2 separate regions of the Pan troglodytes genome follow, and region 1 is linked to region 2. Evidence: chromatin contacts called from public Hi-C data. All regions are on one chromosome and are shown on one strand. The core of a region is the stretch at or near the end of the contact, and the rest is flanking DNA. Distances in the headings are between cores, read along the strand shown. Region 1 overlaps LOC134807861 (a long non-coding RNA gene). Region 2 has its middle 190 kb from the start of MERTK.

Evidence for each region. Hi-C and Micro-C count contacts between places; a contact is called where the count stands out from the background.
Region 1: a Hi-C map of induced pluripotent stem cells shows a contact between it and region 2, with 2.6 times the contacts expected there. The contact joins two enhancer-like sites. A contact is called at or near these places in 3 of 7 Hi-C or Micro-C datasets (induced pluripotent stem cells and stem cell-derived neural progenitor cells).

Annotation. Positions count from the first base shown.
Region 1 is chr12:11,743,988-11,748,087 of NHGRI_mPanTro3-v2.0_pri, reverse strand. The region is part of intron 1 of LOC134807861 (a long non-coding RNA gene); the gene reads right to left. Among named protein-coding and RNA genes, the nearest start is that of BCL2L11, 360 kb to the left of the region's middle. Within about 2 kb of position 1,872, at least 5 of the 24 cell types and tissues checked have an H3K27ac peak or open chromatin away from gene starts, as enhancers often do. A contact at or near this core is called in induced pluripotent stem cells and stem cell-derived neural progenitor cells, where this site is marked.
Region 2 is chr12:11,520,352-11,524,175 of NHGRI_mPanTro3-v2.0_pri, reverse strand. No RefSeq gene overlaps it. Among named protein-coding and RNA genes, the nearest start is that of MERTK, 190 kb to the right of the region's middle. Within about 2 kb of position 2,060, at least 8 of the 24 cell types and tissues checked have an H3K27ac peak or open chromatin away from gene starts, as enhancers often do. A contact at or near this core is called in induced pluripotent stem cells and stem cell-derived neural progenitor cells, where this site is marked.

The sequences.
Region 1 (4,100 bases), core at 623-3,122, 220 kb before region 2:
AACCTCGCACGGAGTACAGGGACCCACACAGAGACACGCTCTGTAGCCCACCAGAGCACGGATCCCATCCCATATAAAGATGAAATGAGTCTTTTTGTTTTTTTTCTTTTTAGCACATGTAAAGACCAAATTTTTCTTTTGAACCTCGATTTTCTTTTGAACCTCGATTTAACTTTTAGGAAAAGTGAAAACAAAAGGAGAATATTGTATTCACCCAAATAAAAAATGATTTCCTGCGTCCAGGTTGACTGCTCATCCATTAGCAGCAGATGTCTCTCGAGTAGCTGAACCACACCAAGCTGGACCTGGGACTTGAGGAGCCCCCTTCAACCTCTGTCAGGACGCACGCTGGATTAGCATCTGCTAGGGCTGCCGTAAGAAAGTACCAAAAAATAAGTGGCTTAAACAATAAAATATTGTCTCACAGTTCTGAAGGCTGGAAGTCTGAGATCACAGTGCCCACCGGGCCAGGCTACCTCCAAAGGGAAGGCTATGTTCCAGCCTCTCTCTCGGCTTCTGGTGGTGTAGCTGTTTAAGTCCAGTCTTCACATGGTGTACTCCCTGAGTGTGTGTCTGTCTTGAAATTTCCCCTTCTTATAAGGACACCAGTGGTATGGGATGAGGGGCCCACCCGACTCCAGCTGACCTCATTTGAACTAATTACATCGGCAATGGCACTATTTCCAAATAAGGTCACGCCTGAGCTGCCAGGGGCAAGGACGTCCACATGTGAATTTTGGGAGACACAAGTCAACCCATCACACACAGAGGCCCTAAAGGATGAATCACACACGTCTGGACTCCTACTCACTTTCTTAGTCGTGTCTTCTACCAGTCCTCTTCCCCCAGACTCGTTCCCCTGAAAGCAAGTTGCCTTCCCACTAAGAACGGACCATTTGCTTTCTTTCCCTTCAGTGTCAGTGTCTATGCTAAGGAGAAGGTTGTTTAAAAAGCAGCTCAAAATCCACCAGACTCCTCAGGAAGTGCCTCTCAGGGAGGCCTCTAGACGGGGCTGCTGTGCCTCAGTAAAGACCTCCCTCCAGCTGCCCTGTGTCTCCTGACTCCCGGGCTTTGTGATTCTAACCTCATGGGTGCTCTGAGGGTAAACCCCAGGAAGTCCTGTAGGTCCCAGGGCTGTTCCTGTGAGGACAGCTGTCCCCTGCATACGCGTGGGGTGCTGTGTGCTCCCGAGGAGCCGGCTGGGGCAGGCAGGGCCCAGTGATACCTGGGCTGGAACTGTGGCTCCCCCACTTGTTTGCTGGCTCTGCTTCCTCTTTAAGAAACGAGGATGATCATGTAGGGTTCCTAAGGGGGTTAAAGTGTGTGAACTCCTTAGAGGTGCACCTAGCCCAGAGGGGAAACATAAGTCAGCCTCAGCTCCTCACGGTGCCTTCTGCCACAGACAGCATTTGCCTTCACCAGGCTTCTTTTTAAAACAATTGTTGACTTGGAAAGGGTCCTTGGGAAAAATTAAAAATTTTAAAATAAATAAATAAATAAAATCTGAGGTTAATTCTTTTGAAGACCCAATCTCCATTTCCTCATCCATCTGTTTTGTAAATACAATCTGGTGTCCAGGCGACTCTGAGGGACTGGGACCCTCCTGAATCACACAGCGTCCAAGTCACTCACTGCTCTCATTTCTGGCTATCAGATTGTTCCCCGGGGGAATGGAGTCTCCGCCCCTGGGAGCTCAATTCGAAACCACGGCTGACCGTGAGGATGGCGACTCCCCACTCGGACCCCCTGAGGATGGCGACTTCCCGCTCGGGCCCCCTGAGACTTTGCTGGGGCTGGAAGACCACACACAGTGCATTCCCTAAAGGCCAGGGCCTGCCCATCCACCCATCCATCCACACTTCCCCTGGGGATGCCTGGATAAGCTCAGGGCCCCACCCACCCAACAGGGGAGGAGGGGAGACCCAGCCAGCCCTTCTGGAGCCCTGACATTTACAGCTGCAAAGGTAGGCAGCTGCGCTCAAACACACAAGCCAGGCCTCTCAACACAAGAAGAGGTTTAACATTAAAAAAAACATTATGAGGCTGAGGCAGGCAGATTGCTTGTGTCCAGGAGATTGAGACCAGCCTGGGCAACACAGCAAAACCCTGTCCCTACAAAAAATAGAAAAATTAGCCAGGCCTGGTGATGCATGCTTGTAGTCCCAGCAACTCAGAGGGCTGAGATGGGAGGATCACCTGAGCCTGAGGAGGTCGAGGCTGCAGTGAACCATGATCGTGCCACTGCACTCCAGCCTGGGCAACAGAGTGAGACCCTGTCTCAAACAAAACAAAACAAAAAAAAACCCATTTTGATAGATTTTGTGGGAAATAAGGAAGAAAAGAAAAAGGCCCATTCTTTTTTGCTTATGCTGTATTTGCATAAAGAAACTCTGAAAGGACATATAAGAAACTAAGAAAAGGGTTACGGAGGGAACTGGATGGGAGATGGGGATGGGTGTGTGTTTTTCACTGGATACCTTTTTATACAATTTCATTTTTGAATCCTATTCAGAAAAATTAAAGCTGGAAATTCTATTCCCTCATTTACCACATTTACAGGGTGAAAGAGAAATTCTATATCCTCATCCCAAGAGATGCTGAAAAGCATCCGTGGAAGGTTGGCACCACCTGTCATGAGCGCCTTTTTCCAGATGAGTACCTACAGCACCTGCCTTGGCAAGAGAGTTCCCCAGGACTCATCGCAGCGCTTCCGGCTGGACTCCCTGAGGCCATGGAGAATTGCCAGGGTAGGGGTTACAGAGAAAGATGCCCTCCCTTGGAAATAATTTGTTTGAAGGCTCCTAATCTGCATGTGGTCTTGGCAAATAGGATCCAGCAAACCTGGATGTGTGCAAGCCATTGGAGATTCGTGGTTTCTTGGATGAAGCTGGGAATTCCACCTCTGCCTCAAGCAAGCTGTGCACCCTCAAACTCTCAAAAGCCTCAGTTTACTCATCTGCAACATGAGTTAAGAGTGCCCAACCCCCATAGGATGGGAATGATCATGTTAAAAGACATACATTCTCCAATCCCTACTGCTTCCAGGAGGCCCTTCAGAATAACATTGATTCACTACACACAGTGTAAGCAGCATGGCTGATCTCTCCTAAGTCCTGCATGAGGTAGCAATTAGAACCTCAAACATGAGAATCAAAGAGTGCCACTTTTGCAGCAGTAGAAGACTAAGAAATTGTAATAATCCTTTGAATCAGTTTGCTCAGATTACTCCCAGATTACTCTGGGACTTTTCTGACATATGAAGAACAATTTCTATTTCAATAGGGTGTCCATTGCCTGCCACTAACTTTTCATTTTCACAGAGAATGGCTGAAATTAGAATTGAGAGATTCTGATAATTCTGGCAAGCAGAGGGCAGATGGGGGTGAGGATGTGCGGACAGGGGCTGCGTTGCTTTAAAGGGCAGGGAAGGACTTGGGGACAGCATTTGTTCCCCTCTCCAGTGACATTCCTGTTTTGTTCAAGTGCCCCTCTGATGAACCCAGTGGGTGAACACAGAGCAGGTGACACACACTTTGGACAGGTGAGACAGTCGCGGGTGAATCACCTCCTTACCAGGAACCTCTGGTGTGCAGTCACCTTTCCTGCGGCTGGGTGGCAGTCTGTACTCATTCTGTGCCTTACCTCTTCCCTCCCGAGCATGACTCTGAGCAGGCACTTCTGGGGACTTCAAAGAGACTGTGTCACATGCAGATGAGATGAGCCATGTGCCTTTCAGGCCCAGCTCAGCAGGGCCAGCTTGAAAGGCATATCTGAATTGAATCAAATGCATCCACCCCACAAACTGAGGATGTGACTATGTGTAAACAATGAAAATGACAATCATTGACAGCCGAGCGTTTAAATGCTCTGGATGTTGGAGGTAACTTACAGCCAGTATCTAACTCACAGCTGCCCTGAAGTTAGCTAACCTCGCCAAAAGCTCCCTGTGCTTGAGGATGGAGGAAAGAGGGAACAGCAAGAAGGATGGGTATCCATCAAGACAAGGCTGGCTGAGCGTCTAAATCATCCCCACACGCTCCATTTGTCTGTGCGATCACTATCACATATTTGATCATATGATACGTTTCATAACCCCCTTT
Region 2 (3,824 bases), core at 811-3,310:
CTCAGGAAGCTGAGGCAGGAGAATGGTGTGAACCCCGGAGGCACAGCTTGCAGTGAGCCGAGACTGCGCCACTGCACTCCAGCCTGGGCAACAGAGAGAGACTCTGTCTCAAAAAAAAAAAAAAAAATACTTTCACAGAAACATCCAGAATAACGCATGACCAAATATCTGGGTACCATGACCTAGCCAAGTTGGCACATAAAATTAATGACCACCATGGAGTACTACTCAGCAACAAAAAAAAGAATGGACTATTGATACATGCCACAACTTGGATGGGTCTCTAGGGAATCCTGCTGAGTGAAAAAAAAACAAAAAAACAAAAAACCCAGTCTCCAGCTGGGCATGATGGCTCACACCTGTAATTCAAGCACTTTGGGAGGCCAAGGCAGGCAGATCACTTGAGGCCAGGAGTTTGAGACCAGCCTGGCCAACATGATGAAACCCCATCTCTACTGAAAATACTATATAAAAATTAGCCAAGAGTGGTGGCACATGCCTGTAATCCCAGCTACTTGGGAGACTGAGGCACTAGAGTTGCTTTAACCCAGGAGGCAGAGGTTGCAGTGAGTCAAGATCACGCCACTGCACTCCAGCCTGGGCAACAGGGCCAGACTCTGTCTCAAATAAATAAATTAATTAAATAAAATCCAGCCTCAAAAGGTCATATACTGTGTGATTCCATTTATATAACATTTCTAAAATATAGACACGGAGAACAGATTAGTGGTTACCGGGGGTTGGGGACGATGGGGGCGGAGGGGGTGTGACTGCGGAGGGGAAGCGCAGTGTCCCTTTGTGGCGACGAATCAGTTCTGTGTCCTGATTGTGGTAGTGGTTTCGGTGCTCTCCACATGTAATAAAATGTCATAAAACTATACACACACAATATACCAAAGCCAGGTTCCTGGTTTGGGTACTGTACTACAATTATGTAAGATATAACCAATGGGGGAACCTGGGTGGAGGGTACCCAGGACCTCTCTGTACTACGTTTACAACTTCATATAAGTCTATAATTATTTCAAAGTAAAAATTTAAAAAAACAAGAAGATACATAGCAGAGAGTCAATATACACATTTTCAACAATAAACATGTATACCTCCTGAAAAAAAACAAGCTTTTTTTTTTTCTTTTCCTCTTAACAAGGATGTGCACAACTTTTCCCTTGGAAGGAACTTAGACACACACCAATCAACCCCGTGATGCCTATCAGTAACTGTTGGAGGAAGAGAGACAGGGCCTCTCAGGTGCAAGAATTAGGATGTCCCCAGCCTGAATGCCAAGAAACTCCTGTGGCAGCCAAGCCCCCAGGGTGTCAGGCCCCTGAAGGGAAGTCTGAGCTCCTCTTTCTTTCCTTAAGTGATCCTGGGAGAGGTCACAGGGCAGCAGGGCCGGGAAAATGGCACGTGGAAAGCGGTCACTTCAGAACCAGAAGGTGTTCTTTTCCATCTCGTCACCTTCTTAAGATAAACCACTTTCCCTCCTTTTCAGTTCTATCTGAACCAACAGCTACAAATAAATAAACACCACTGTTTGCAAAGGCCACAGAGATTAATATTATTATTAATATTAATAGTATTAATAGAGTCTAATCATAGTAAATACATAGAGATGAAAGATCTTTCCCAAAGCAAGTTATTGATAACTATTAGGGTTGACAACCGAAAGATACATTTGCAATTTATTTTTGAAGCCACATAGATTCATTTCAGCCGACCCTCTAGTTATGGGACTAGACCACATTCAAGTTGCCTTTCAAATAGTACTGTAAAATTAAAATTTAAAAAGCATGTAGACGTGACTTTAAGGGACCCTCAAGGAACTACCAAACAAGAGCTCGGCAGCCAACACCCTTTAGTGAAAAGGGTAGGACAGTTTGGGGTTGGCACCTGGGAAAATGGTCCACATGATGACCTTTGCAGGGGTGCTGCCCTGTCCTGTTCCCAGCAGCCTCACCCCCTTTCTTGCCTGGCTCGCTGCTCCTCCTCCTCCTCTTCTGACCCTGTCAGTCAGGCGTTAACTGACCTTCCCAGGGCTGGGCACCTTCTATAGGCGCTTCCTCCCCTTCTCCCCGTCCATGGGAATGAGTCAGCAGGGTTTGGTTGGCTCCACTTCCTGCCTGTGGTTATTATAGCTGACTCATCAGACCATCCTGGGTACACAGTTCAGAGTCTTGATGCAATTCACTTCACGTTAGATCATATTTCTCTCCGTCATTAAATATTCTTGGAAAACATGATTTTCAATGGCTGCGAATATTGCCAGGACCATCTGCTTGCTAAATGCTGGTGTGCGAGCTGGCAGAACCTCCATGTGCTCCAGGTCTCTGATCCATACGTGGAGAACGCACACCCACGTGTGGCCATTTGCTAGTATTCCATCACTCACTAAGTCCCCAGCAGAGCTACTGCTCTGAGTCTAGGCATCTAAATATCAAAACATGATAGACACATAGACACACACACACACACACACACACACACACACACAGCCCTACAACAAATGTTACTGTGATCCTGAAGCCACTTGTTTAAAGAAGAAGAAGAAATTTACTTTCTTTTCTGCCTGAAGAGTGATAGACAGCCAGTGTGCAAGTTCAAGGAGATAATATTAAAGAATTATTGGATCATAGATGTTTTGAAATAATTATGCTCACCACACATAAGATTCATTCAATAGGCATTACATGCCCAAAACACATAACAATCTAAAGGCTTTAAAATAAGGCAGTTTAGGCCAGGTGAGGTGGCTCACACCTGTAATCCCAGCACTTTGGGAGTCCGAGGTGGGTGGATCACAAGGTCAGGAGATCAAGACCATCCTGGCTAATACGGTGCCTGTAGTCCCAGCTACTTGGGAGGCTGAGGCAGGAGAATTGCTTGAACTTGGGAGGTGGAGGTTGCAGTGAGCTGAGATTGCGCCACTGTACTCCAGCCTGGGTGACAGAGCAAGACTACATCTCAAAAAATAAAAATAAAAAATAAAAAAATAAAAAGAATAAGTCAGTTTTCTACCTATCTGAATAGATACTGTAATGTTAAAATTATCACCACAAAGTTCCTCACCTTTTAGGAACTCGAGCTGGTAAGGGTGAGGTGGACTTTTATAAACCCTCAGGACAGTGGCTGGGTGGAGACTTTCTTCACACAGTCCATCTTCTGGACTAAAGAAGAGAGGCTGGGCGTGGTGGCTCACGCCTGTAATCCCAGCACTTTGGGAGGCCGAGGCAGGTGGATCACCTGAGGTCAAGAGTTCAAGACCAGCCTGACCAACATGGTGAAACCCCATCTCTACTAAAAATACAAAAAAGTTAGCTGGGCGTGGTGGCGGACACCTGTAGTCCCAGCTACTTGCGAGACGGAGGCAGAAGAATGGTGTGAACCCAGGAGGCAGAGGTTGCAGTGAGCAGAGATCAAGCCACGGCACTCCAGCCTGGGCGACAGAGTAAGACTCCATCTCAAAAAAAAAAAAAAAAAAGGAGAAGAAGAGAAAGGACACAGTATTCCTCCTAGAGCATGCATTAATGATTATGAGAAAGCCAGACAAGAATAATAATATTCTTGTTTGTTAAGCATGTACTAGGTCCCAGGCACTACACAAAGCACTTTTACAGAAAGCTATCATCCCCGCTTTGTGGTAGTATTTTTGGCCCAAAATGGCAAGGAAATAGCTACTTCACTGCATAATGCAAGAGCTCAGATTCAAGAGTACAGAAGAGCCCGTGGAGCTGGCCAACCACATGGAGGTGCCCAAGCCCCCTGCCCTCCATGTGGGTGTTTCCTGGTCAAAGGCATGAAAATCTGCAACTGTTTCCATTACT